2 separate regions of the Mus musculus genome follow, and region 1 is linked to region 2. The links are chromatin contacts, called in public promoter capture Hi-C maps. All regions are on one chromosome and are shown on one strand. The core of a region is the stretch at or near the end of the contact, and the rest is flanking DNA. Distances in the headings are between cores, read along the strand shown. Region 1 holds the start of Aox3 (aldehyde oxidase 3). Region 2 holds the start of Sgo2a (shugoshin 2A).

Region 1 (5,233 bases), core at 1,007-3,506, 120 kb after region 2:
ACGGTCCTCTACCCCTGCGTGGTGTATGACCGTGGGCCCGAGAGTGCTCTTGAATAAAAATCCTCTTGCAGTTTGCAACAAGACCGTTTCTTGTGGGTGATTTTGGGGTGTCGCCTCTCCTGAGTCAGAACGTGGGGGAGTCCTCACGTTGTGGGTCTTTCAGTACCACTCTGACAGTCCTGGAGAGCTTAAGCAGCTGGAGTGTCAGGTTGGAAGTCCCCCCCCCCCCAGGATGCAGATGTAAGAAGTGAAAGACCGTGTGGTGCTCTGCCTCACTGACAATATGCTATCAGAAAAGAGTTGAACATTTATAGATTATGCAATTAGCCATTATATGCTTCAAAATTCTTCAGTTAAGAACATAAAAACCCTAATAAAAATGAAAGGACACAAAAAGAAATAGAAATATGCCCTAAATATATAGCAAGTAGATAAGATAAGAGAAATGCCAGCTAACTGTGAACCATCCTCAGATACTGGAGAAAGGGAGGGTGGGGTAACAACGGAGATGAGAAGCACACCCTGCCATACAGGACTTGTATGGCGCACGTGACTCAGGAAAGAGTTGCCTCCAGCAAGATACTCACTTCTAAGCCAAGAATTCCAGTCAGAGAGTTTGCTCAGCAGGAACCCTTGCTCAATACCCTTCTTCCCTACCCCACCACCAATCCCCTTTCTGATTTCACCTAACTTACTCTAGGATCCACCCACCCCCCTGTTTCTCCTGTTGTTCCTTTTCTGGCTTCATGACTCACATACTCTCCTCTCACCTAACTGCATGTGTGTGTGTGTGTGTGTGTGCGTGTGTGTGTGTGTGTGTGTGTGTGTGTGTGTGTGTGTGTGTGTGAGAGAGAGAGAGAGAGAGAGAGAGAGAGAGAGAGAGAGGGAGAGAGAGAGAGAGAGAGAGATTTCGAACTGTTATGCAAACGAGGGGTGGGGCTCAACCAAAACAAAATATGCATGAAATGCTGTAAGGAAACCTCTTACTCTGTATTCTAATTTTAAAATAAAAGTTAGCAGAATAAAATCCAGAAGCAAACAAGCAAACAAACAAAACCTGCTTAAAATAAAAGTAAGGAGAGAGAGGAATGAGGGAGCTGGGTAGGTGGACAGGTTGGCTCTAAATATGCAAAAATAGAGCTCAATTTCCACTGCATCATATTTTTAACACACTCTCTCTCTCTCTCTCTCTCTGTGTGTGTGTGTGTGTGTCTGTGTGTGTCTGTGTCTGTGTCTGTGTCTGTGTCTGTGTCTGTGTCTGTGTCTGTGTCTGTGTCTGTGTCTGTGTCTGTGTCTGTGTCTGTCTCTGTCTCTGTCTCTGTCTCTGTCTCTGTCTCTGTCTCTGTGTCTGTGTCTGTGTGCTCACCTGGGCACTCAATGCCCAGAGAGAGCAGAAATGTTCATACCCCTGGAGCTGGAGTTACAGAAAGTCTGTGTTGCCCAACAAAGTAGCCAGTGCTCTTATCTACTGAGCCCTCTCCTGCCCTGTAGAATATTTATAACTGGAAATCTGAGAACAATTCACAATGTAAATGACTGTCAGGCATGTTTGGTAGTAACATTCCCAGTGCCTCTACTGTGCAGCTGCTGCTTTAAGCTCTTTCCCTGCATGGGCTCCTTTAATCCCCACATCAATCTTCCCCTGAGGAAGATGTTTTTGTTGTTGTTGTTGTTGTTTTGTTTTGTTTTGTTTTTTCCAACTCCTAGGTAAATCCACTGAGGTACAGACAGCCAAAGTAACTTGGGAGAAAGAAAAAGGAAAACAATTTTGAAATCATGTGAATGGTTTAATTTCACCTTTTAGAAATTAACAAAAATATTGTTGAGAAAGTAACAAAAATCCATGTGGGCATTTATGTGTGTTCATAAATGCCATCTAACCCTGCAACAGCATGCGTGAATCTGGTTGCTAAATGTTGGCACAGAGAAATTCTACTTTGTTGCTTCTCATACTTGTATCATTTCTTAGAGCATTCTTTGTATAGTTTAACGGCAAAAATAGCAAGCAAATACACTTAGTGTGAAGACATAGATCTGAGAGCAGTGAAGAGCAGCCCATCGGCATCCCTTCCACGTCACCGATAACAGCGCCTTCTTGTTGGAAAACGCCCTCTAGTGGCTAGCGCCTGGGGCGTGGAGAAGTGAGTCCGGAGCTGGTGCTGGGCCAGGTTTTAAGGAAAGAGGGAATTGGAAGCAGGAGGAAGGTTGGGAGCGATGATGGGCAGGGCTGGGTGGGAGGAGTCCTCAGGCAAAGCCACAGAGCAGATTTAAATCCTGTAGGGCAATTCGGTCTCCTGCAGAGCACAGCAGTTCATCTGAGAGGTGGACTTAGACACATTAGGTACAGTTGCACAGAGTGTGGACGACTATCCTCAAGTAATGTCTCCTTCTAAGGAGTCAGATGAGCTTATTTTCTTTGTGAATGGAAAAAAGGTAAGTTCTCTACACTGTAATTAATAAATGTACATAAGAAACTCTGGTAGAAGCGATCTGTCATTAGCATTGCCAAAATGAAGGGCTGTGTGGGGTCGGGGAGTTGTTGCTCAAATGATCTAGCGATCTGCTATGCTTCTTGGGGAACAAGGGAGGGGGGGAAGAGAGAGAGAATCTATAATGTTTTGGGACTAGTAGGGAGAAAGTGTGCAGCTATGTGTCTCCAAACCAAGCCTTGTCTCATTTGAATGCACCTAAGCACTGGGCACTGGCTTCCTTGCAAGAGAATCTTCTAACTCTTCCTCAATACCTCTTCCAGCTCTGACTCAAACTTCTGTGCCACCCAACTTCTGCTTTCACATGTATGCACAGATCCAGAGTCCAAGGTCTTTAGGTTATTTACAAATGCTTTTAAACCCTTGGGTCAGGAAGAATGGAAGAGAAAAACCTACTGGAAGGCCAGGTGAACTGTTAATTTACATGTTAACACCTTACTCCTTTAAGATTGGATTCATGCCTGTAATGCCAGAATTGGAGGGGGGTTGAGGCCAACTTAGTCTCAGAGTGAGCTTCAGGACATCAAGGGCTATGCAATGAGACTCTTGTCTCATAAGTAAATAAGTAAGCAAGCAAATAAACAAATGAAGGGTCTTGTCTCACTTAAGAAATGAAGCCTTTTCTTCTTTGTCTTGAGCTCTTGAGACCTAGACAAGACCTAAAATGACTGCGGTACTGTCTGCATATATGCTGGACGTTCTTGACGATTGTGTATGATGTGAAGGTCCACAGCCTGTTCTCAGCACTGTTGGCACAGGGAAAAGGGCAGTCAGAGTTTAAGCTGAGCTTGTGGTATTGTGTGGGGTGTGCGTGAGGTGTGTGTTTTGTATGCTGTGCTGTGAAGGCTCAGGGTGATTGTGCAACGTGGCCAAGATCTCTTGGCTAACAAATACTGGGGAGAACTTGGCTTTCATCTCTGGGTTCCTTTCTTTGCTCTGTGATCCCTTCCTGGGGGAGGTGACCATTCGTCTAAGACACTAATGCTAAAGGGAGAGGTGGGGCTTTCCTGAGTGTTTTCCTAGGGCTGCTGAAGGAATGCTGTTTGTCTGCTGCTGTCAGAGCTCCTGTTTATTTAACTTTTCAAAACTGGATGGAGAACACAGACCAAAAAACAAAACAAAACAAAACAAAAATATTTTGGTGGTAGTGATAAGAATTAAAACTCTTAGTTTAATTCTCTGTCTTCTACTATAAGGTAGGGATGCACGAATTGTTTAAGTATATGGCTCTTCAACTTTTTATTAGTCTCTTGAACCCATATTGTGCTAGAATTCAAAGGTTTGTTAAATCTCTGTTGCTCCTCTAAAACAAAGCCAGACATTTCCCTGTCAAAGTATAGCCAAGTACAATATAGCATTATATAATTTCATAATTGCAAAGAGGGATGGGTGTTTAATCAAGTCAGGCAATCAAGGTCAACAAATATGTTCTAAATCCTTCTTGCTATTCAGAAACCAACACGGCAACTTCCTCAACTTATACGGTCACTTCCTCTCTCCAGGTCACCGAGAGGAATGCAGACCCTGAGGTTAATTTATTGTTCTACTTGAGAAAAGTCAGTATCCTTTTGCTTGTTTGAGAAAACAAACCAGCTTTGCAGCTCTGGGAACTAAGGAGCTTCGCTCGCATTCACAGAGCTGTTTCCACCGCATTTTACCGAGAATCAAGAGTGTTTTACTTGTGCATAGGAGCAGTGTGGCATGAGGTCACTTGCCTTGTAAATGGGACTGGACTTGAGAGTACTGACAAATTTAAGCAAGTTCAAGGATCGCCCGGGGATATGAAGAGTCACCTGGGGACACTGACCAGAATCTGAAGTTCAGGAGCAGGAAGAGGTGTAAAAGAACATGCGCAAGTGTGAGAACCAGAGTCTGGGTTCCCAGAAATCACACAAGGCCTGGCATGGCAGTGCACATCTGCTAATCTAATACTCGTCCAGCAAGATGGGAGATAAATGGACTCGAGTCTCTGAAAGTTCATGGGCTAGCCTGTGCTAGCCTGGGGTTAGCAGCACAGCAGAGAACAGGAGACTCTGTTTGAAGACAAGGTAAAGGGTTAACACTGATGCAATCCTCTGACCTCAATATACATACCAAGTACACACACACACACACACACACACACTATACAGAGAAAAATTTAAGAATATGGATTTCTCTAGCCCTGCTTCCAAGAACCCAAAATTATTCTGAAAAAAAAAATCGTATTTGGCTAGTCTGTCTTCTAGAGGTGAATTTGACTGGTTCCCAAATTTCAATTTCTAGGTGAGTATAGGCACCCCTCTCCATGACCCCAAGCAATAAATAAGAGAATCCAAGCAGAAATATTTTGACATACTTTGATGAGGTTTGCTTTGAGTTTGTGTGCTTTAATAGCCAAGAAATTTTTAAAAGTGTCCTTAGAAATCAAGTGTCATGCAAGCACACACGTTAGTGTGTGTATGTGTGTGTGTGTATGTATGTATGTATATGTATTCATGAGTGTGTGCATGCACATGTGCATGTGTGTACATGTATGTGCAATATATTCTTTCCATTTTGGTAGTTCATGGTCACACTGCTAGCTAGATATGCTGTTGCCTCCAGGATCTGGCCTTCCCTTAACTACCCAGTCCTGTGATTCAGATACAACAGAAAGCATGACATAGAAGACAGGCAAAGAAATGTAAACTAACGGGCACTCTCACAGGCAACAGTGGTCAGTGCCCAGAGAAATCACTGTAGAGGAAAACCCTCTCAAAGGT
Region 2 (5,801 bases), core at 1,127-3,626:
CAGACAGCATGTAGAAGAATGCAAATCAATTCATTCTTGTCTCCTTGTACAAAGCTCAAGTCCAAATGGATCAAGGACCTCCACACCTCCATATGACACCAGATACACTAAATCTGGTGTCTACTAAAAGAAAAAGTGGGGAAGAGCCTTGAACACATGGGTACAGGGGAAGTTTTCCTGAGCAGAACACCAATGGCTTATGCTCTAAGATCAACTATAGACAAATGGGACTCATAAAATTGTAAAGCTTCAGCCAGGCAGTGGTGGCAAACGCCTTTAATCCCAGCACTTGGGAGGCAGAGGCAAGCAGATTTCTGAGTTCGAGGCCAGCCTTGTCTACTGAGTGAGCTTCAGGACAGCCAGGGCTATACAGAGAAAGCCTGTCTTGGGGGGGAAAAAAAAGAAAAAAATTGCAAAGCTTCTGTGAGGCAAAGGACATTGTCAATAGGTCAAAATGGCAACCAACAGATTGGGAAAAGATCTTTACCAACCCTACATCCAATAGAGGGCTAATATCCAATATGTACAAAGAACTCAAGAAGTTAGACTCCAGAGAACTAAACAAAAAATTCTCAACTGAGGAATAACGAATGGGTGAGAAGCACCTAAAGAAATGTTCAACATCCTTAGTCATCAGGGAAATGCAAATCAAAACAACCCTAAGGTTCCACCCCACAGCAGTCAGAATGGCTAAGATTAAAAACTCAGGTGACAGCAGATGCTGGTGAGGATGTGGAGAAAGAGGAACACTTCTCCTTGTTGGTAGGATTGCGAGCTGGTACAAGCACTTTGGAAATCAGTCTGGCAGTTCCTCAGAAAATTGGACATAGTACTACCTGAAGACCCAGCTATACCACTCCTGGGTATATACCCAGAAGATGCTCTAACACATAAGATGCTCCACTATGTTCATATATATATATTATGATATATCTGTACACACATATGTATAATATTATGATATATTATATGTAATATTATAATGTATATCATAATATAATAATAGCCAGAAGCTGGAAAGAACCCAGATGTCTTTCAACCGAGGAACAGAAAATGTGGTACATTTCTACAACAGAGCACTACTCAGCTATTTAAAAACAATGACTTCATGAAATTCTTAGACAAATGGATGGAACTAGAAAACCTGAGTGAGGTAACCCAGTCACAAAAGATCACACATGGTACACACTCACTGACAAGTAGATATTAGCCCAGAAGCTCAGAATACCCAAGATACAATTCACAGACCACATGAAGCTCAAGAAGAAGGAAGACCAAAGTGCTCCAGTGCTTCTTAGCAGGGGAAACAGGCTACTCACAGGAGGAAATACAGAGGCAAAGTGTGGAGCAGAGAATGAAGGAAAGGCCATCCAGAGACTGCCCCACCTAGGGATGACAAGGTTCTTTTTAAAAGATTTATTATTTTATATGTATATTTTGCCCGAATGTACGCATGCATGTATGTATGTACACCATATGCATATCTGGTGCCTGCAGAGGCCAGAAGAGGACATAAGATTCCCCAGAATTGGAGTTACAGATGGCTGTGAGCCACCATGTGAGTGCTGATAACTAAACCTGGGTCCTTTGCAACAAATGCTCATGACCTCTAAATGCCATATTTGTAGTATTTATTTATTTATTTAGGTTTTTCAAGACAGGGTTTCTCTGTGTAGCCCTGGCTGTCCTGGAACTCACTCTGTAGACAAGACTGGCCTCGAACTCAGAAATTTGCCTGCCTCTGCCTCCCAAGTGCTGGTATTAAAGGTTCCCAAGTGCTGGTATTAAAGGTATGCACCATCACTGCCTGGCTTCTATTTGTATTTTTAATATGATGGAACAGAGCAGTTTTTTAAAATATCGTTTCTCGAAATTCTACATATATATATTATTATTAACCTTTTGTAAAAAGAACCAAACTGACTTGAAAAATAAGACTAACACATTTTAAAATATAGTTGAAATAGTTTAAAATGCCACTCTGTGTACTCTGCTAAAATGGAGTATCATTGCAGCACTTCCAAGTGCAAAATTGAGAAAGGCTTTTAAGTGAAGTGTAAAGAAGCAAGGATCACAATTGGAAGGCAAGAATGCAGAAACTGGATGCAGACAAATAATCACACAGTGAACAACACAAAGCCCTGCGAAGGACTAGAGGTGCCTGCCAACCCTCAGAGTGTCCCTTTATCCGTGGTGAATGGCCCTCTCTGTCAGGGCTGGTGGAAATGGCTACCAGAAGCTCAGAGAGGCAAGGAGAACCTTTTCACGCTCGCTGCAGCCCGCCCGGCTCACCCAGCCACGCCCACTCGACCCTCTCCAGTACGTCCCGCCCCTTCCGTCTTCCACTTCCGGGTGGCAGCGCATCTTTGCGCCGCCTTCTCGGAATCTGATTGGCTGGAGCATAAACGCTAACTGCCGCGCAGTTTAAACCTGAATCCTGGTCTTCGCGGATTGTCGCGCTTCCCTGGCAAGTGTGGGCACCCACAGCTGAAGGGGTCGCTGGTAGGCGTGGACGAGGCCAGCGCGGCCAGCAAGGCCTGCGAAGCCGGAACCCTTCTCGGTAGCCACTCCTGGCGCCTCAGTCCTCGCCGCCGCGCGTCGGCTTGCAGGGCCGGGACGCGGAGCCGGGACGCGGAGCCGCCTTCGGATCGGGGCGGTAACCTCTGTTCTGACTTTGAGCTCCCAGCTGGGCGAGGGGTCGCCACTAGTTTTCAGGTCAGTACCTGGAGGGAAAGGGATCTAGGTCCTTGTGACCAGGTCTGAAACGGCTGCTTTCGTGTAGGTAAGGATGCACCTACACGCATCTCCAGGGTAGGGCTTCTGCCAGGCTTGTTTCGAACAGAGAACTAATAGCTTGGCCGGGATCTGGGTATTGGGAGCTGACACTTAGAAATGGAGATGTGCTATATGCTAGGGCGTGGCATGGGGGTCCACAGGAGGGAGGAAAGCAGGGTGTGTCATCAGGATCTGTTTATTCCCGCCCCCCTCAGAAGTGGGATCAAAGAATGAGAAGAGGTCACAGTAGAAGGTCTGCCACAGGGCTGTGGATGAGACGGGGGATTGGACTGGAGGGAAAGTTGAAGATCTGCAGCTAGCCTCCTTGTTTCCCTGCTCAGATTGTGAGGTGAAAACCTGCAATTAGCCTACCAGCTTCCCTGCGGTTTTATGGTTTGTTTGTTTGTTTTTGGTGGGGGGGGGGGGCGAAACTTTAGAACAGTTGAACTTTACTGTTGAAACGTTCCTAGTGAACTTCCTCCCCGTTGCAGAAATTCGCCCCCCGCCCCCAACCATCTTCTCGGTCATTTGCTTAACAGCTTTCCACATCTGCTCAATGCTTTCAAACATGACCATTTCAACATTGGGCAGATTTTTTTTCTACTGAGAAGTTCTTTCATGTGTTCATATATATTTCTATTAGAAATGTTTATCCAAGGAGCTGCTATGTGCCAGGCACTAAGAGTTCAGCAGAAAACACATTTAATAGAAACTTCTGCCTGTCAGCATTACCCTAATCTCTGCTCTTCTCCGTGAAGATGTTTGTGATGGCGTTAGGGATGCCTAGATAAATAAGAATCTTTTCATTGGATCCTTATACTAGATCTGCAGACTATGTATAGATTGAGAATTGCAGGTACCTGACTAGGTCACTTTGTAGCCTACTATAGGACCGCTTCCGGGTTGGGAAGAGTTGGAGGGCAGTTAGGGTGAGGAAGGTAAAGATAATGAGGAATCTTGTGGAATCTAGGGATTTTTGTGATGGACATAAAAGGAACACTGAGATTGTTCTGTGGACTCAGAGCAAGGAGCAGAGTGGCTTGTGGCGGGAATATAGGTTTGGGGCGTTGACCCCATTCGAGCACATAGCCCAGCATCGCCACCTGCACCTCAGTGAAGCTTTTTCTGATCTGTTTTCTCTGCCCAGTTAGCATTAGCACTTCTTTAATGTCTTGTGTGTTAAAGTCATTGTTCTTGTCATACTAATTATTTATTTCCAATTCTATTACATTGTTAACCAGTGTAGACCATAAATCTAGACTTAAGCTTGTAATTTCCTCTCTTTCCAAGCCCTCTTCCGCCCCTTGAGTGAGTCATTTCTTTTGTGCTTCCATGAAGGTCCACTTGCCTATCTAAGGTTATACTTTTGCATAGTAACAACAGTGTCTGTGTCACACTGGACTTTTCTTTCCATGACAGCAGGGACCCTATCCTGTCTTCTGCTGGTAGCCCATTGTGTCCACTAGGCATGGTGATATAATATAGGTTTGAATAGAAAAACAAAAGTATTTACCTTTTTGGAATTCACTAATTCTCCTGATTCTCTAAGTTCGTATTTTAAGATCTTTATGTAAAGGGCTTTGCAAATACATTATGTCGACAGTGTATTGTAAGTCATGGTGGTTGGGCTTTGGAATGGATCGTTACCAGTTTTTTTCTCTTATCACTCAGTACTATGCTGGTCTCCCACCCCACCCCATCTTTTCTTTTCCTTTCACTTCAGAAATGGAGTACCCAGGGATAAAAGTTGACACTGTTACCTCTGGAATTCAGAGACGAGTGAAGGGCAGAATTGCAAAGACAAATTTGAATGTTTCTCTTGCTTCAAAGATCAAAGCAAAAATATTAAGTAAGTACCTACCTTATTTTAGCAAATATAGAAAACTACTAAAATGACTACTTTGTTAGCTGGTACTTTTTCTGTTTGCTCTTTCCTCTCTGTGGCTCTCAGCTATTCTGCTGAATGGTTTTGCAATCTGCCCTTGGCCTGCCCCCAGGCAGCTACCTCTTCTCATGCAAAGACAATACCAATGTGGTTTCTCAAGAAAAGAGCTACAGAGAGTAAAAGATTTGCTTTGCATTCATTCTGTGGCAGTCAGGTGATAAGTCACGTAGACGTGCTTGGCCAAGATCAGGTGTGGTAGTACATGATTTTATATAGGCCAGAGTTCACCAAGAAAGCACTATGCACTTTGGAAATGAGATTTTATGAATCCTGGCAATAAGGCGTTAGGAAGGCAAGCAGACAACAAAAACAAAAACAACATAAATAAATAAAAACCCATGAAGATGGGAAACTTCCTAGGATAAACTTTTATTGTTCCCAAAAATTATCTCAATGGTTTATGCCCATGTTGGCTACACTGGGAAATGTACTGTCTGTCTGCTGATGTCACACCCATGACTTACACTGAGCCAAAATGTTTTAAGTATCTTTAAGTCAGGACGTTGCTCCTTCCGGGATCTGTAGGTAAATCTGAATTAGCCAGCTTTCTACAATGGTTATTTCCTGCTTCATTCGTCAGGACCTTTTGGAAAACAACAGGTTATTTTTAGCTTTTGGATGTCCTAACTGGTTGTGGTCTGTTTCTATTGGGTATGCCAAGGAGAGCCAAGTGAAACTATTCTCTACCAAATATGAAGTCCTGGTATGGTTCGTTTGTTCGTTCTTTCTTTCTTTCTTTCTTTCTTCTTTTTGCATTTTTAATTATTACTTTTTTTTTTACAGTCCAGCTGTTGCCCTACTGTTCTTTCTTTTTTTAGATGCCCAAAATGTTTTTCTGAACATCTAAAAAGGTTATATTTAACAAAACTTATTTTAATATGATATATTAGCACATGCCTATAATTTCAGCACTCAGGAGACCAAGACAATTGTGTGTGTTACTGTGGAGTAAGTATGTTATTGGCATGTAGTAGAATCTAAAATTCAAATTATGAAAATATAATTATGATTTAATCATACTAAAGGAACATAGGACTTTTAAGGTGAATTTAATCCTTAACTCCTCACTGAAATGTCTTTG

What was found. Promoter capture Hi-C pulls out the DNA fragments that hold promoters and counts their contacts.
Region 1: a contact with region 2 is called in a promoter capture Hi-C map of hippocampal neurons, with 5 times the contacts expected there. The contact joins the promoter of Aox3 here to the promoter of Sgo2a in region 2. A contact is called at or near these places in 12 of 39 promoter capture datasets (the 3T3-L1 cell line, 3T3-L1-derived adipocytes, cranial neural crest and 8 more), 7 of 484 Hi-C or Micro-C datasets (cerebellum, cerebral cortex, cortical neurons and 3 more) and 2 of 9 other capture datasets (adipose tissue and pancreatic islet).

What each region holds. Positions count from the first base shown.
Region 1 is chr1:58,110,880-58,116,112 of GRCm38.p6, forward strand. Aox3 (aldehyde oxidase 3) reads left to right here and starts at 2,257. Exons shown (of 35, transcript NM_023617.2): 1 at 2,257-2,433; 2 at 3,992-4,049. The coding sequence starts at 2,380.
Region 2 is chr1:57,993,598-57,999,398 of GRCm38.p6, forward strand. Sgo2a (shugoshin 2A) reads left to right here and starts at 2,377. Exons shown (of 9, transcript NM_199007.2): 1 at 2,377-2,715; 2 at 4,499-4,624. The coding sequence starts at 4,501.